Regions from separate parts of the Mus musculus genome. Here all the other regions are linked to region 4. The links are chromatin contacts, called in public Hi-C maps. All regions are on one chromosome and are shown on one strand. The core of a region is the stretch at or near the end of the contact, and the rest is flanking DNA. Distances in the headings are between cores, read along the strand shown.

What was found. A called contact is a pair of places that touch in the nucleus more often than the background predicts.
Region 1: a contact with region 4 is called in a Hi-C map of regulatory T cells, with 6 times the contacts expected there. The contact joins the promoter of D230017M19Rik here to the promoter of Pikfyve in region 4. A contact is called at or near these places in 1 of 39 promoter capture datasets (cranial neural crest) and 2 of 484 Hi-C or Micro-C datasets (CD4 T cells and regulatory T cells).
Region 2: a contact with region 4 is called in a Hi-C map of uterus, with 18 times the contacts expected there. The contact joins the promoter of Wdr12 here to the promoter of Pikfyve in region 4.
Region 3: a Hi-C map of B cells shows a contact between it and region 4, with 5 read pairs. The contact joins the promoter of Maip1 here to the promoter of Pikfyve in region 4. A contact is called at or near these places in 2 of 484 Hi-C or Micro-C datasets (B cells and CD4 T cells).
Region 5: a contact with region 4 is called in a Hi-C map of CD8 T cells, with 13 times the contacts expected there. The contact joins the promoter of Atic here to the promoter of Pikfyve in region 4. A contact is called at or near these places in 4 of 484 Hi-C or Micro-C datasets (CD4 T cells, CD8 T cells, double positive thymocytes and 1 more).

Annotation. Positions count from the first base shown.
Region 1 is chr1:72,242,502-72,245,863 of GRCm38.p6, reverse strand. D230017M19Rik (RIKEN cDNA D230017M19 gene) reads right to left here and starts at 1,871. Exons shown (of 4, transcript NR_155355.1): 1 at 1,701-1,871. Gm24497 (a small nuclear RNA gene) reads right to left here and starts at 1,651; the gene lies at 1,461-1,651.
Region 2 is chr1:60,096,036-60,099,338 of GRCm38.p6, reverse strand. It overlaps Wdr12 (WD repeat domain 12), which reads left to right and starts at 1,432. Exons shown (of 13, transcript NM_021312.5): 1 at 1,432-1,832. The coding sequence starts at 1,792. Carf (calcium response factor) reads right to left here and starts at 1,092. Exons shown (of 16, transcript NM_139150.5): 1 at 1,032-1,092.
Region 3 is chr1:57,404,576-57,407,888 of GRCm38.p6, reverse strand. It overlaps Maip1 (matrix AAA peptidase interacting protein 1), which reads right to left and starts at 1,623. Exons shown (of 5, transcript NM_001081181.3): 1 at 667-1,623. The coding sequence starts at 1,116. Tyw5 (tRNA-yW synthesizing protein 5) reads left to right here and starts at 1,215. Exons shown (of 8, transcript NM_001037742.2): 1 at 1,215-1,505. The coding sequence starts at 1,428.
Region 4 is chr1:65,185,198-65,188,101 of GRCm38.p6, reverse strand. Pikfyve (phosphoinositide kinase, FYVE type zinc finger containing) reads right to left here and starts at 1,417. Exons shown (of 42, transcript NM_001310624.1): 1 at 1,269-1,417. It also overlaps a transcript of Idh1 not described here.
Region 5 is chr1:71,555,471-71,558,870 of GRCm38.p6, reverse strand. It overlaps Atic (5-aminoimidazole-4-carboxamide ribonucleotide formyltransferase/IMP cyclohydrolase), which reads right to left and starts at 1,715. Exons shown (of 16, transcript NM_026195.3): 1 at 1,597-1,715; 2 at 1,248-1,374. The coding sequence starts at 1,615.

The DNA.
Region 1 (3,362 bases), core at 622-3,121, 7.1 Mb before region 4:
TATGTCTGTGCGCCTGGTACCCATGGAAGTCAAGGTATTGGCTCCCAGACAGTGCCCTAACTTAACCTCTGAGCTATTTCTCAAGCTCCTAAACATTTATTTTCATCTTATTTTAAAATTATGCATGCAATGGGGTGGGGGTGGGGGTCGTATGTGCAGGCCATTGCCGGGTACCAGCTGTAGTTAATTTGATGTTGTTGTTGGCATTTTTCACTTTTTGATAACACATTGTAATGGGAACAGCTCCAAATTACTTTGCTTAATTCTTCAGGCTTAAACAATCGCCTGAGTTTGGACAAAATGGCAGCACTCTACCCATTCTTCTCAGGACAGTCACTAGAATTTATTTCAGGGGCTGGTGAGATGGCTCAGTGGGTAAAAGCACCCGACTGCTCTTCTGAAGGTCCAGAGTTCAAATCCCAGCAACCACATGGTGGCTCACAACCATCCATAACGAGATCTGACTCCCTCTTCTGGAGTGTCTGAAGTACAGTGTACTTACATATCATAAATAAATAAATCTTAAAAAAAAAAAAAAAAGGACTGACTGCTCTTGCGGGGGTCCTGAGTTCAATTCCCAGCAACCACATGGTGACTCACAACCATCTGTAATGGGATCTGATGCCCTCTTCTGGTGTGTCTGAAGGCAGGTACAGTACTCATATATGTACAATAAATAAATAAATCCTTTTAAAAATAATTTATTTCAGAAGAATCTAGGACTCTGACACAACTTCTGTCAGTGAATCATTATTTATAGGTTACTGTACAAAAATAACATACCTAGAGCGGGTCTTTGCTGTGAAAATCAGCATAGGCATAAACAGTCAACAAAATTTTAGCTTTCAGAAAAATTATGCAAGCCTAAGAGTTTTTAATGCCACCAGACTTACATAACTAGCAAGTGTTTTGTGACAGTAAGCTGAAAATAACTTGTCCATCTTAGTAACCTTACAGCCTCACAGCTCTTTCCAGATCAAAAGCTAGACATTATGTAGAATATTATGCAGCAATGTAGAGTGATGTGCAGTAAAACTAACAGGTTGGTAAGAAATCCACGTTGGCCTAATTTCTAGGTCTCTTATTAAACCAGCATTATTCCCCAGAGGGGAAAAAAAGAGATAAAAACCTTAGAGTCTTTCCCACCTAATCACAGTTATTGACCAGTGGATGGAAAGACTGTGTAAAAAAGTAAAGAAGCGAGCTGCTCTGCCTGAAAAGCCTGGTAGTGGAAATATGAAACCTGAATAATAATAAGAAAAGTAAAGCAATAGAAAAAGATCAACTGGCGGCAAGCAGGCGGACTTCCGAGTTAGAGGCCAGCCTGGTCTATCAAAGAGGGGTTAACGAGACCCGGGTAACTACAAAGTAGAAAAGAAGACAGAAAAAGTAACTGCAGCCTGTATTTACGAGCTATAATAGTCCTAAATGTCTTACATTTAACCAACATTGTTCCCCAGAGGGGTTGCACCGTTCCTGGAGGTACTGCAATACCAGGTCGATGCGTGGAGTGGACGGAGCAAGCTCCTATTCCAACTCCTAGTTCCAAAAATCCATTTAATATATTGTCCTCGGATAGAGGACGTATCAGATATTAAACTGATAAGAACAGATACTACACTTGATCTTAGCCAAAAGGCCGAGAAGCGATACCAAATACAGACCACGCAGCCATGCTCTGCGTCCGTGAGACACATTACCTTTGTGGTGACCGCTCGCAACCCTCACTTCCTGCCTCCCCCGCGGTTCCTTCCTCCTCCGATCCGCGTCTGCGCCCTCCACACCTCACTCCCACTCCAGCACCCACGGCTTCAGATTCAACGTCCACGACCCGGGCTCTCCCGGCGTTCCCGAGCGCGCACGCCGAGTATGATTTGCATGCCCCGCCCCCTCGCGAAGGGCGTGACAACACAAGCCCAAATTAGGCCTGTGCACGTCGCCACGCCCCTCGCGTGGAGGCAGGACGTGCAAATCAGCTCTTCCCCGCGGCCTCCGCGATTCACAGGCCGACTCACAGACTATTGCGGTTTGGAATCCACCGGAAATAGAAAGACCTGAAGGGGGCATGTCCACGGCCAGATGCACTGGATAAACTCTGAGGCAGGACGGTGGCTGAAGGGTGGACCTACTGCTCCTAGTTCGCGTTGTCTTAAGACAATCTTCCCTTGTTGAGAGGCTGGCTCCACAGGGAGTCTAGCAGGCTAGTGATTTTCTGTTAGGTGTTTTCACAATGTTGTCAAGGCAAACCTACTTAGGTAAAAACTGTAGTAAATCTTGACCAAAAAAAAAAAATGTCATATATTGAAATCCTTAATAAATTGTGTGATGTCTTTGAACTTTTCTACAGTTTTCAGGCTAAAAAATACCGATGGTTAACATCAAATGCAATAATAATGCAGGGATCGATGATGTTTGGCACGTGGGAGTGAAGAGTGGACAGTCACTACTCTTATTAGCTCCTTGGTACCCAGAACCTTAGATCATTTTCAGTTTAAGGACAGACATAATCCTGAGAGGAATTTACCCCGAAGAGCTGTAGGCTCTGGGCTGGTTCTGTGCCTCTTTGAGTGTTATAGGGAATAAAGCTGGGTAGGATGCTTTCCAACCACTGCCACTGGAAATTGCAGAATGGAGGACCAGATCAGGCAAAGCCTAAACTATATGAGACCCAGCCTCAAGTAAAAGACAATCTGCCAAATATAAAGGGCAAAATACTAAAAGACCAAACTTCTAAATGTGTTTATGTGTAAGTACTCAATATTGTAGGATTTGGGCTTAGAGTTGCCCCCAAGGCTTTGGGACCTCTTATGCCAAACACAAACACCATCCTGATACATCCTATTACAGAGATTTTGTTGTGTTTTCTTATATTTGTAACTTTAAATCACTTTGTAACCATCAACTACTTAATGGATTGTCATTAGCATTTAAATCCTTTAGGTAAAGGTACCAGTGATGGTTTGAATAAGAATGGCCCCCACAGACTCATATATTTGAATGCTCAGTCACCAGGCAGTGGAATGTTTGAAAGGATTACAAGGGTTAGAAGGTGTGGCCTTGTTGGTGGAAGTGTGTCACTGGGTGTGGTCTTTGAGGTTTCAAAAGCCCATGCCAAGTCCAGAATCTTTTTCTGCCCGTGCTCCAGGAATTCGCTCTCAGCTACTGTTCCAGAGCCTACCAGCATGCTTCCCACCACACCATGATGAGATTGGGCCACATCTCTGAAACTGTAAACCCGCCCCAATGAAATGACTTTTCTTACAAGAGTTGCGGGGCGGTGGTGGCACACGCCTTTAATCCCAGCACTTGGGAGGCAGGTGGATTTCTGAGTTCAAGGCCAGCTTGGTCTACAGAGTGGGTTC
Region 2 (3,303 bases), core at 183-2,682, 5.1 Mb after region 4:
ATCTTAGTGTGGCACAGAGGTTAAGTAACAGGTAGAATCAAATTCAGGCATTCCTGTAATGGGGCATGCAATTCTGTAAAATGAATAAACTGAGAACAGTCATGCTTTTTGGGTCGTTGTCCACTTAACAAATGATTGTTTTCGCCTCCAACTGACTAGATAACTTCTAGTTTTCTACGGATTTAAATTTAATTAGGCGACATATAGAAAACCTCTCACCATATTCACTGGTTCACTCATACCGCTAAGCCAACACATTTTGCAATCCAGTTCTGCCTGACTCTAAATTGCTGTCTCAGAGTAGTGTGTCCCTGTACCCCACCCTACCCCCGGAGGTTTTCAGACGAATGCCTTAAAAAAGTGACTTTGGGATCTTAAGAGTAATAGCCCCCATCTATTCTCCACTCAGGAAAATAACTAGAGTAATAATCGAGACCATTGAGACCGAGACAAGCCTTTGAGTGACATCAAGATTAAAAAAATAATTAATAATTAATAATAATAATAATAATAAAAGAAGCCCGAAAGCAGGGGAGAAGGTGCAGAGGACACTTTTCTAAACGTCAGACTCGGAAAGGAGGGGAGAGGCCCCTCTCGGGCGGGCGCTCCGGCCCAGGACTCGGATGCTCCGTGGCGGTGGTGCGTTCTCGGGCTCCGCACCCTCTGCGGGACAGACACCTCGCCTCCCCCTGCGGCAGCCTGCCTTCTCCCGGCCGCGGGGCCCCTCCCGGGCCCACGGCGAAGGAGCCGCCGTGGAGGCGGACGAGGGCGCAGGGACAGCGCACAGCGGCGTCCGGCGACGGCCGGGGGCGGGGGCCGGCGGTTGCTCCCAGCCCGGGAGGGTCAGGAGGTGACGGGAGGAGGCGGCAGGGGGACGAAGGGAGGTTGGGAGGGAGCGTCCGGTCGCTGGGCACAGACAGCTCTGCCAGGCCTCCGGCTCCCCCAACCCTGCCGCCGCAGCGAGCCCCACAACGCGAGAGGGGAGTCCGCCGTAAGCAGAAGGGAGAAAATTCAAAACGAGACTACTCAACCTCGTCTTGGCTCCGAGGCCGCGCCGTGGAGACCAGCACAATGCGCAGGCGCACCCCTCCTGGAGGCGCAGCGCAGGTCCATCAGATTAGACCCTTCTCAGCCACCGTCGCCCAGTTCCCTTCCGACTCGTTCTCCTTTCCCGAGTTTCCGCTCTGAAGCCAGAGGTAAGAACACATGGTCTCGGCCGAATTTGGCTGTTGGAACAGTGCACACAAGACGAACAGATGGGACCTTTGTCACTCAGAATAAAGAAGCAGGAAGTGTAATATCTGCCCGGAGAAAGGAGTATTAAAAGCAGATATGAGACCCTAAATGCGGTGTGGCAAAATAAATAAAGCCTACAACTCCCAGTGTTCAGAGGGTCTGAAACGCGCTCCCTTCTGGGGTTTGTAGTATCTGAGCGCTGAGTCTAAAGGGTCTGGGTCTAAAGACACGCTTAAAATTTGGCTCAAGCTAGTTATTTTCTTTATTTTCCTAATAGATTACGAATCTAGATAGATAAGAAACAAAAGTCTTAAGGGGACTGGATGCTTTTAGGACTACGCTTGACTAATCGATGTTTCCTAAATCTCGGAATAGGTACTTGATGTGTGCGGGCTGGGCGCTGGTGGAAATCGAACCTCGTGGTATGTTCTGTAGGAACCTGAGGGAGCTAACTGAAGCCTAGCTCCTGCTGCGCTTGCGGCGCAGTCTACCTTAGAGCTGCTTGATTATCAACGCACACATTTTCGTGGAGAAGTCTCGTGTGTATATTCAGCCATGGCACAACTCCAGGCACGTTTCTACAGCGAGAACAAGAAGTAAGTAAGGGTTCCAGCTTCTGTCCCTGTCTTCCAGGAGCCGATCTCGTTTGAAGACTCCTTCGATTTGATCCTTGCTGTTTTGACTGGGGATATACATTAAAGAAGAAACGGACAAGGTTTTAGTAAATCAAAGTTGAAAGAACTTTAATAATTATAATGGCTACAATTAAAAGAATTTATTGCAAATAAGATAAGCTGACTGATAGAAAAAAATAAAAAAGACTTCATTCGCCTTCCCCTTCACGTGCCCCGCACTTCTGCCCTGTCTCATTTGGAAGCGGTGTTCACGTCTTCTTAAATCTCCGTTTTCTACCCACTTTCATGAGCTTTTCATAATTTGACGTGTGTGGAGGACCAGGGCTTCACGTTTGCTTTCTGCATGCTGCACACATCATGTCAGTAATTTGAGAGTTGAACAGGCTTGTCCGTTAACGGTGTCTCGTGGTTTCTGAAAGCACAACTTCATCCCCCCCCCCCCCCCAAACAGACTAGAAACTGGCTATGGAGTTTGTAGAGCTGTTTTTTTAATTAGAATGAAGCCAATTCAGTGTCCGATTTGATTAGGTGTATTTTGTGTGAGTGTGTCCAACTTAGGTTTCTCTTGTTGTGATAAAACACTGACAAAAAGCAATTTGGGGAGGAAAGGGTTACAGTCATCTCAGAGGAGGCCAAGATAGGAGGAACTCCTGGCAGGAACTGAAGCAGAAACCAGAGGTGAGGGGTGGGGGTGGGGGCAAGCTGCATTTGCTCTCCCAATGGCTAGCTAGCTAAGTTTGCTTTTAAAATACAGGGTGGCTCTACTCAGTGGGCTGGTTCCTCCTACATCAGTTATTAGTCCAGAAAATGTTCCCGCAGACTTGCCTGCAGACAACCACTATAAGGGAATTTCCTCATTTCAGAGGACCTTGGCTTCTCTCTAGTTGATAAAACAAGGACTGTGTGTATATATTTGTATGTGTGTACTTCTGTGTCTATATATTAATAAGTCATATAGATGTCAACGTTGCTGGTGATACATGTATAATGGCGCTCGCCTTTAATTCCACGACTCGGCAGGCAGAGGCAGGTGGATTTCTGAGTTGGAGGCCAGCCTGGTCTACAAAGTGAGTTCCAGGACAGCCAGGGCTATACAGAAAAACCCTGTCTCGAAAAACCAAAAAAAAAAAAAAAAAAAAAAAATATATATATATATATATATGTGTGTGTGTGTGTGTGTGTGTATATATATATATATATATATATATATACATAATGTATAGAATTCAGGTGCATCATACTAATAGAGTTGTATAAACATTCACACAATCCTTTTTGGAAAAAACCACCACCCCCACCCCCTTTTTTTGTTGTATTTTTGGTTTTTCAAGACAGGGTTTCTTTGTGTAGACCTGGCTGTCCTAGAATTGTTCCCTCCAGTTGGCACTGCCTTCTGAGTGCTGGGATTAAGGTGTTCGCCACCTCCTGGCTC
Region 3 (3,313 bases), core at 374-2,873, 7.8 Mb after region 4:
TGTACACACAAACTGTGTCAATGATCTTGAGATTCAAAGTGACCATTGTTAAGGCAACATCACTTGCTATTCAGAAAGGTCACGATGGGCAAAGTCAGAGCTAGGAATCACCAGTGTGCTAGACCTGGACACTAAGTAGACCAGCAGCCTCAGCAAACTCTTATCCTTGACAGAATATATAGGTAGAGAATGCAGAAGGCAATTCAGATCTGTCAAACAGCTGGTAGGAAACTGCCTTTGTACCTGAAATGATATGTTATTACTTTGGCAGTGTTATCTTATTCCTCACCATAACTTACTCCATTCGATTTACTTAACAAATACTTATGAAGTGCCTACTATGTGTGCCAGGCACTGTCTTCTCTAATCTTCTAATTCTGGAAAAATCATACCCAAAGGATTAACTAATTTTAGAGTGGCACTGACAAACAGGCTTTGAACTTAGGCCTTCATCCTAGTTTCTTGAATGAACCCCTCCTCCCTGACGACCATGCGAACACACTTAGAAGCTTATTAAAGTCCTGAAGTGGCCGAAAGATTCAGTGTCTAGGTCACTACCATCGTTGGATACCACGGGTCGCAATGAAGAAACTTCATGGCTAAACACTTGATCACGGAAACGCTGAATGCACGAGGCAGAGAGGTCAGTTAGGGGAGCAAACAAACCTGCTTCGCCCCTTCAGAGAACTCAGCGATACTGAACTCTTTGTCGAAATAGGCCCAAATAAGGAAGGCGTAAATTCGAGTCCGGACCCAGTTGATGGGATTGGAAAATCCCAGAATGATCATTCTGGTTCTCTGGCGTTGCTGGGGCTGCTCCTCGGTGCTGTAGCTGCGGCTGGGACTAGCGGGTAAAGAAGCGAGGGCTGGAGGATGTTCTACCCGGCCGAGAAGGGATCTTCGGGAGCTCCAGGAACGCAACGCAGGGCTTGTCCAGGCCCGAGTGTAGCGAGGGATCGGAGCCGCGCTTGAGCCCAGGCGACGGCGGCACAGGCAGCAAATTTCAGTCAGCGTCAGCCTCACCTCGGTGCTACCGAGAGTCCGGAGTCGGGTGACCGGGCCGGGCAGCGGCCGGGAAAGCAGGGGCAGAGGTAGGAGACGGGCGGCCAGCGCCATGTTTGTGACCTTTCACCTCTGCATGCCTGTGCAGTACTGAAAGCAGGCCGGAGGGAAACCAGCTCGCCGGGGTTGGAGAAGTGGAGCCAAGGCCGCCTCGCTGCCGCCGCCTCGGGTGAGTCCTCTCATTTCGGCTGTGTTAGCCCTCAGCCCAGGCCGAAGCCCTCGGGCTCCCCGCCGTGCGCACTTCGAACCAGCCGCCGCCCTCTGGGGTCAGTCACCTACGCGGACCATTTCTTCCGGAGTAGTGTTTCCAGGGGAAATCACGCGTGGAAGAACTCGTCCAAATTCCCAGGCCTGTGAATTTCACCATGGCTGAGCAGCGTCTTCCGGTACCCCGGCTGCGGGGCGTCTCCCGGGAGCAGTTCATGGAGCATCTTTATCCACAGGTGAGGAGGCCCGCCGCGGAAAGGCAGGGGAGACACCCCGGTACCTTCTGGCGGCCCATCTGCTCTCCTGCAACCCAGAGATTGTTCGGGGGAAGAGAAGGCGCTCTGCTGTCAAGGGAGTGAGCGGAAGGGACCTGTAGCCCTGCTCGGGAATTCAAAGCCCCGGAGAGAAACGGCCCCACATTTTTGGGGAGCAGGATGACCGGAGAAAGCTGGGTGGCACGAAGCTCACTGAGAGGTCGCGCGTGTGGCTTTCTGACCTCACGTGCTCCCTTTCTATGGAGTTTTTCCTAAAGTCTAGTTCAGGATCCCTCGCCCTTCTCTTGCTTGGTCCTAACAGCCCCTGGAGTATTTCGAGATATTAGATTTTTGAAACTCGATATTTCAGTCTAATGAAGGATTGCAACAGGGAAACCAATGGAAATCGTCTCGTAGGTTTCCTCTGGTACAAGTCATTCCTTGATTTAAGCCAGAATCATAATTAAGGATTAAGCCCTTTAGTTTTGTTTTGTTGTTTTGTTTTTTCCGAGACAGGGTTTCACTGTATAGCTCTTGCTGTCCTGGAACTCACTCTGTAGACAAGGCTGGCCTCGAACTCATAAATCCGCCTGCCTCAGCCTCCGAAGTGCTGAGACTAAAGGCGTGCGCCACCACCGCCCGGCTCCCTTTAGTTTTTAAAGAAAGAAGTAGCAGAAAGCAGTTAGATTTAAGAAAAGAAAATAAGTTTGCTCTCAGGACTTTTCAAGAAAGTCCAAGTATCAGAATAACAGAGTAAGGATTCTGGCGATTATTCTAAGGGAAAAAGTCTCTGAAGTATATTAGTGGTAGTAAGATAGGATCTGTAGCTACAGCTACGCTATGCTGCTGGAGCAGCCTGAAGTGTTCCTTTGAGAAGACAGGATTACTGATGACCCTAGAAGAATTTCTAATTGAGTCAATATAAGGCAGAGTTTAAGTTTACTAAGAAGTTGTAGTTCATGTTTCAAGAGAGATGCTTTGGGCTAATACTATAGTTTGATCAGGTAAAACCATGGTTCACTAACATTGCACAAGGAGGTTAAGATGTGTCTTTTTTTACAGGTCAGTGGTGGCACATGCTTTTAATCCCAACATTCAGGAGGCAGAGGCAGGCAGATCTCTGAGTTCCAGGCCAACCTGATCTACAGAGCAAGTCCCAGGACAGCCAGGGCTTCATGGAGAAATCTTGTCTCAAAAACAAACAAAGAAGAAACAAAACCAAAAAAACCCCCAAAATATAAAAAGACAAGTCTTTTACTGCTGGTGGAGCTTTAATCTTGCTCATGAGAATCCTAGAAAATAACTATCTTACAGGAAAGGTGATAAGCCGTACCTGGTCATATGCGTTTTGGCCTTAGACATGATTTGTTACTATTATAATATTCTTACTTATAAAAAGAAATACCTCCATGTAGGCCACCTCCCAGCAAGATTTTTTAATTGTGCTGGAATTATTATTATTATGGAGACAGGGTATCTCTGTGTAGCCCTACTTGCCCTGGTATTCTGATCTGTAGATCAGGCTGTCTCAAGCTCACAGAGACCCACCTGCCTCCCTAGTGCTGGGATTAAAGGTATGTGCCATTACATCCTGACTAGTTGTGCTGAATTCTTACCTCTCAGCTGGTGAGAGACTTTAGACTGCAGGGTGAGGACCTTTCTATCCCATGTCCTTAAATTTCCCTGTCTTCCTACCTCACCTCAGTTGCTGTAAGTCTGCTAGAAGTGGAACAAAGCAAATCAACAAAAAAAAACAGTTTTTCATCAGTAGTCATGTCATTCATTCCTGT
Region 4 (2,904 bases), core at 168-2,667:
TCGATATTAAAGTGTAGCTTGACCTATCAGCTCATACGAAAACTGTAGGTGAAATTCAAAACAGCAGTGTAATCATTTTCTAGAGTGTTTTTTTCTTAAGTATAATTCTCAAACTTTTATCTATTAATGCAGGACAGCTGAATACAAGCAATGTTAGCTTCCATCAAGAAAGGCATATTGTTCATTTTGTGACCCATGCACAACAGAAACATTAAAGGAAAACCAGTGTGATCCACGTAACTTTTCCAGAAAGAGGCAAAGGGAGGGGGAGGACTCAGGAAATTAGTGTTGCTTCTCAGAAAAGTCCTGACCTTAGTCACAAGCCTTAACCTAATGAATCGAAGAGAAAGAAACTAAGACTATCTTCCCCCCACCCAACCCCCGCCGCCACCCCGCACGTGTGTCGGTCTCTGTCTCTGTCTATCTCTCTTTCACTCCCCCCCCCCGGGGGGGGGGGAGAGGGAATGGGACAGAGTGGGAGTCCTGGAGAGGCAGAAAGAGACTCAAATAAATGTAAAACAAGACGGTGAGGTTTGCTGGGCGTCTACCTCTACCAACACAAGATGCACCAACTGAAGAAGCAACCCTTCATCATTTAACACATTACGCACTTAAGATACACAGCAATGACCTGCTTTATGCAGAATTGCCATCTTCCCCTGAATGTCCTAAGAACCTACATAGGACAGAAGACCCTAAATTCCTAAATGCATCCATCAAATTTCACTTTCAACCTTTCTTGGGAACCTCTTGGGAAAGGGGAAACGACTTACTCGGAAACAAAGCCTCCTCCTCAAAACAGGACTACGTTAAAGTTAAAAAGGAAAAATAAAAGCCTCAAATGGCAAAAACCAGCATTTAAGCTGGTGGACACACTCAAGCATGGAATGGTTTCTGTGGGTCAGAACTTTCTTTTCCAGAGTAGGCTGCACCCTGAGACTTGAGCTCGCCCGCTCAGAGGAAGGGATGACATGGTCCACCTCCAAAATAAGTTCGAGCATTAGGAAAACAGAGAGGCAAGAGAACTTCCATTGTGTCAAGGAAGCCTCGGCGGGAGATGGCCCAGGAGGCCCGCGGCCGGTCTCGCCACACAGGGCCGCCGGGCGCTCAGAAGCCAGCCGGTTCCCGGCGGGTCTTCCCCGCTCGCCGGCCGAGTCTCGGCCGCAGAGCCCCGGGCCCTCGCCATCCCTCCGGCGGTGCTCCGCGACCCACGCTGGCCTTCCTCCCACTGCGCGCCCTGCCTGCCCATGCCTCGCCGCCTCCCTTACCTTCGCCTCCCGCCCCGGCCCCGCGGGCCTCCCGCCTCCCCGGCCTCCGCCTCACCACTCTCGGCCGGGAAGCCGAGGCCAAGCACAGCGCCGGCTTTCTCAGGCAGCCGGCGGTCGCGCCGAGAAGCCCAGAGGCTTACGCGGTAACTGCGGCTTCTCGCTTCCGCCTACCACCTCAAGGCTCCGCCCAGTACCCCTTCTAACCAATCATCAACCGGCTCCAAGGGCCGGCTCCGCCTACTTTTCTCCGCCCTCTAGACCTTCCGATCAGATGTTCAGGCTGAAAGAATCCAACCCAGAGAGTATCGTTCTAGACCCCCCCCCCCCTCCCCCCAGAGGACTTAACGCTGCCTCAGCCATCCTGAAGGAAGCGGGGAGGACGGTGCATGTGAGCATCACGCGCGCCAGGCATTAGACGCCAGCCAGTCGCTGTTACCGTATGTGTTCAACAACGTGAGCACATATAATTTAGGACCGCTCTCAGAGCTCTCTTGGACCGACTTCTACCTGTGTAGTCCAGAGTGAAGAGGTAGTTAATTAGCTTTCAGGATCCTTTCAGGACTCCGCTAACACCAACTATGTGTCTTTGAACAAATCGCTTGTTTCTCTAGGCCTCACACCTCTGGTGGGTAAAGGAGGGTTAATTATAGCTGCGTTTACTCCCTGTTGTTTTACTGTTGTTGTTTTTGTTGTTAATGTTTTTGGTGGTCTTGTTTGAGGATTAGGTAGAACTGTGCATGAAAGGCAGTTGGCACAGAATCTGACTCAAGTGAGGTTGAATATAGCTTTTTTTAATTCGGGTTTTGTGTTGCAGATAAGAGTTATCAAGCCCTGACTTGCTCAGCTTAGTATTAACATGACCCGTTATTTTTGTCCTGCTAACAGGGCTGTGCCGTTAAAAGTAGAAAACAAGCTAAAACCCGCTTACTGAAAGCGTAGGGCTTTGCAGGGGAGCATTGAAAGGAATCTGAAGGTTGGTGATATTCTGAGAATTCTTTTCTTCTAAAACTTTGGCATTTCCCACCCAGCTTTGGTTTTTTGTTTGTTTGATTTGTTTCAACGTTGGAAATTACCATCAAAACCTGAAGCTAGGGGACGCTGCAACTCCTGGTCACCATCCTTAACTGGCTCTTGGATCTTGTCCTCAGCGTCCTCTGACCGCATTGGTCTTCATTACTACTGTGCCTCTCTCCACTCTCCACTCTAACTGTCATCTATACAAATCAAAACACCGGGCTACCTTGGGTACTATCTATCCTTAACCTAACCACCTCCACCACCAACCACGTCCCTCACACATATCCCTGGGGGCTTGCAATGTCTCTTCAAACAAACCTTTCCCAATAACTCCTTCCTTGGCCCATAAACATACACAAGCATCTTCCCTAAGAAGAAGAAAAAAAAATCTTTTCTTAAATTAGCCCAACAGACCCTAATATTCCATAAACGTACAATAAATTATAAAATAGACCAAGAGAACACAATAGATAATCCAGCAGAGAGGATAGCAAGATACAGAAGAAACTCTATGTACAGAAACACCCGATCAACTAACACTTTTTAAAAGATATAGTGGGCTGAGCGGGTGCCAGAGGAGCATAGGGGGACGGCCAGGGGGTCAGATTCCTCTGAAACT
Region 5 (3,400 bases), core at 466-2,965, 6.4 Mb before region 4:
TAAAGTTCCAGGACAACATAGGGAAACCATTGCCTGAAAAACCAAAAGCAAACAAACAAAGCAAAGAGATTCTACTGAGAATCATTTATAGTGAATTTAACAACAACAAAAACATTAAAAATATGTTTGGACTGGAAATATGGCTCAGGTGTACAAAGTTTGTCTCCCATGCACCAGGACCCGCATAAACAAACAAAAACACTTACTCTTTAACAGGACATAGTTCTAATTTCTAAAAGATATCCATACTCCAACTCACTCAAGGAGGAAGAGGCAGGAGGATCACAAGTTCAAGGCCAGCCTGGGCAACCTACAGAGACCCTGGCTCTAAGTTTTAAAAGTTTCTGAAGCAAAGCATAAAAAATGAACTAGGGATACAGCTCAGGAGTGGACTGGACATTGGGGTCAGTCTTCCATACCACCAAAAGAATACGAGAAGGCGTAACGGGGCAAGCAAATACTGGGCAGTGGCGTGGAAATATGAATGACCATCTGAGAAACATTTAAACTAGGCGATAGACAATGCAAGAACTCCTCGTACTTCATCGTAAATGCCACAGCAACAATGGCCTACCCATACCAGCTCCACAGTAACTCAACTGCACCTCACAGGAGCCTACTTGTCTGCTGTCCCTGATGCTCCGGACTCCCATAAGTCACAAGAGAATCCACTGAAGACATTTACTAAGTAAAGGCATTCTTGCTGTCTGAAGCTGTCAAATGTACAGGGGTTATGTACTGCTTACACAAACAAGAGTTATGAAGAGGTGAATAATTTACCTCTATAGGGATTCTCCACAAACCAAGAGTTATAATGGCAATGAAAACAGCCAGGGAACTAAGGTCTTTTTCCTTTTCTACCTTCCAGACCTTCAGGGTCATCTCCTGACATCTCTTGTCAAACCCTTCCCACTGTTAGTCAGGAGATGAGTGTGATCGAGCCACTGGTACTTTCTGATGGGTGAGGCTATGAAGAGGGAGATACAGATCTTCAAAGATGTTACAGTCTAACTGTGCAACCAGTCAAAGCCAGGCCATGGAACCTGAACATTCGTGTTTATTCTGCATAACACATGGCCCTCCGAAGTTAATTTGTTTGCAAACAGTGGCTGGGTGCTAGGACTCTAAAACTCAAGGCTCCCTAGTTCTAACCTAACTTCTCCCTGTGTTTTGTCAGTTTTTTGCATGGCTTTCTGGTGAATATGGTCACAACGTTTTTCTCCCTTTAACGCTACCTACTGCCTTACCTGACTGCCAGGCCAGCATCCCTGATCGCTTTTGCCGTGCCTCCGGAAGCGACCAGACTCAAACCAAGAGACGCGAGACTTCTGGCAAATTCCACGAGGCCAGTTTTGTCAGACACACTGAACAGGGCTGAAAGAGAAGGCAGTTCTCATTACTCGCGGCTTCTGGCACCGAGATCTCCCGGGGAGGACTCCTGGGAAGGGGACTCATGCAACTGCAGGCCCAGGGCCCAGCACTGGGGACACCCAGCCTGCAGGCCGGGCCCGGGGCCTCCCCAGCTCGGCCAGCGGCATGAGTGGGTGGCGGGGATGGTGCAGGCAGGACCCCTATGATGCATCGCGAGGGCCTCACCAAGCTGAGACGGAGCCATGCTGCGTTGGGTCGCGGAGTCAAGGGACGGACAGGCCACGTGCGTAGGCAGGCAGGCCGGACCCCGCGGTTCAGGAAGCAGTGGGCAGGGCGTGTCGACCCCACGTGACCCCGAGGTCCCGCCCCTCCTCCAGTGAGCTGCAGCCTAGGGTGGAAGGCGCCGCTGGGCGGGGCGGCTGCTAACTCCGGAGCCTGGGATCTGTAGCCGCGGGCTTCCTCTTTCCGAACCCAGATCTGGGCGTGGGGACTCGCGGTTCGCGCGCATCTGGGGTGCTGCTGCTGAGGTCCCGGGAGGTGGGGCCGCGGCGGCTGGAGCACTGATTGGGGGAAACTAGCGAGAGGACTAAACAGACCCTGTCTGACGATGTCAGAAAGGATTAGAGAAGCCTTCTGCTATGGTCTCCCTTTTACAGGTCTGGGAGACCTACGCATGAAGTCATTGCCTCCACAGTTGAGAGCCCCAAAGAAGTAAAATGACCGTCATTTGAAGTTTTTCATACCACATTATAAAATGGCCTGGAATTTACATCAAGATCACCATGTGTAAAATGCTCTTTTCCTTCAAGCCCAGGTGGCAGGAGTAAAGGTTTCAAGACTTAAGTTATTAAAAATAGGAATAGCAAAATTGAGCTCATCTGCTTCTTTTTAATAAAAGTGACACCTTTGGCACAAAATAAACATATCTTGCTGTATACACAGCCCTATTTTTTTTTTTTTTCCGAGACAGGGTTTCTCTATGTATTCCTGGCTGTCCTGGAACTCACTCTGTAACCAGGCTGGCTTCGAACTCAGAAATCAGCCTGCCTCTGCCTCCCAAGTGCTGGGATTAAAGGCATGTGCCACCACTGCCCGGCTAACAGCCCTATTTTTAACATTAATGTTTAGAATTAATTTTTTGATTATGTTTTCTTTTGTAATGTTCTTTAATACAATTCCAAAAAAGAACTTAAAAATTCTATAAAGGAGCCTAAAATTGTACAATTCTATAGAAAGCTTAGCTTTTTATTTCCAGTCTAGTCTCCCAATCTGTGCAAAGTCCATTTTCCTATTATTTGGATGCTAGTCTGCTTCTTGTCTTTCCTCTCTAATAGTCCAATCTCTTTTTCCTTCTCCAAATATCTATTGATCAAATATCTATCTCATTTTTCTGACCTCAGAACGTGTTAACTCCTTGCTCTGAACACCTCTCATGTTTCTAAGGAAGATATATTAGGATCATGAGAGTGTCTTCAGGATGTGTTCACAACTTTCAATGTACAGAGGTGAACAAGGTTCAGAAAGATCATTGCAAGTTTGGAGCTAGTTTGGTCCACACTTTAAGTCCCATACCTGCCAAAGAAACAGCAAGACCTTGTCTCAAAAATGTTAAACAAACAACAAAAGGTGACAGATATTAGAATAATTAGTTCCACGCATATAAGATTGTAATCAGCCTTTAGTTAGCTACTATAAGAGGGTATGAAATAGTCAAAATTCAGGAAGAACAAGTGAGTGGCTCAGTGGGCAAAGGTGTTTCCAAGAAATATTTCTCTTTATCTTATCTTTAAAATTTTATTTTAAGTATATGGGTGTTTTGCCTGCGTGAAGGTTTGTTTACATGTGTGAGCCTGGTGCTCCTGGACTTCCAGGGGACTTCCCTGGCCAACCACATTAGATTTCTACAGGAACTAGAAAGCAGAGAAAGCAATAAACAATAAAAGGAAATAAACAGCGCTTAGACACTAGACATTTTCCACATTGAAAAAATAATACATAGGCAAATATTTAGCCCTTTCTCCCGGACATA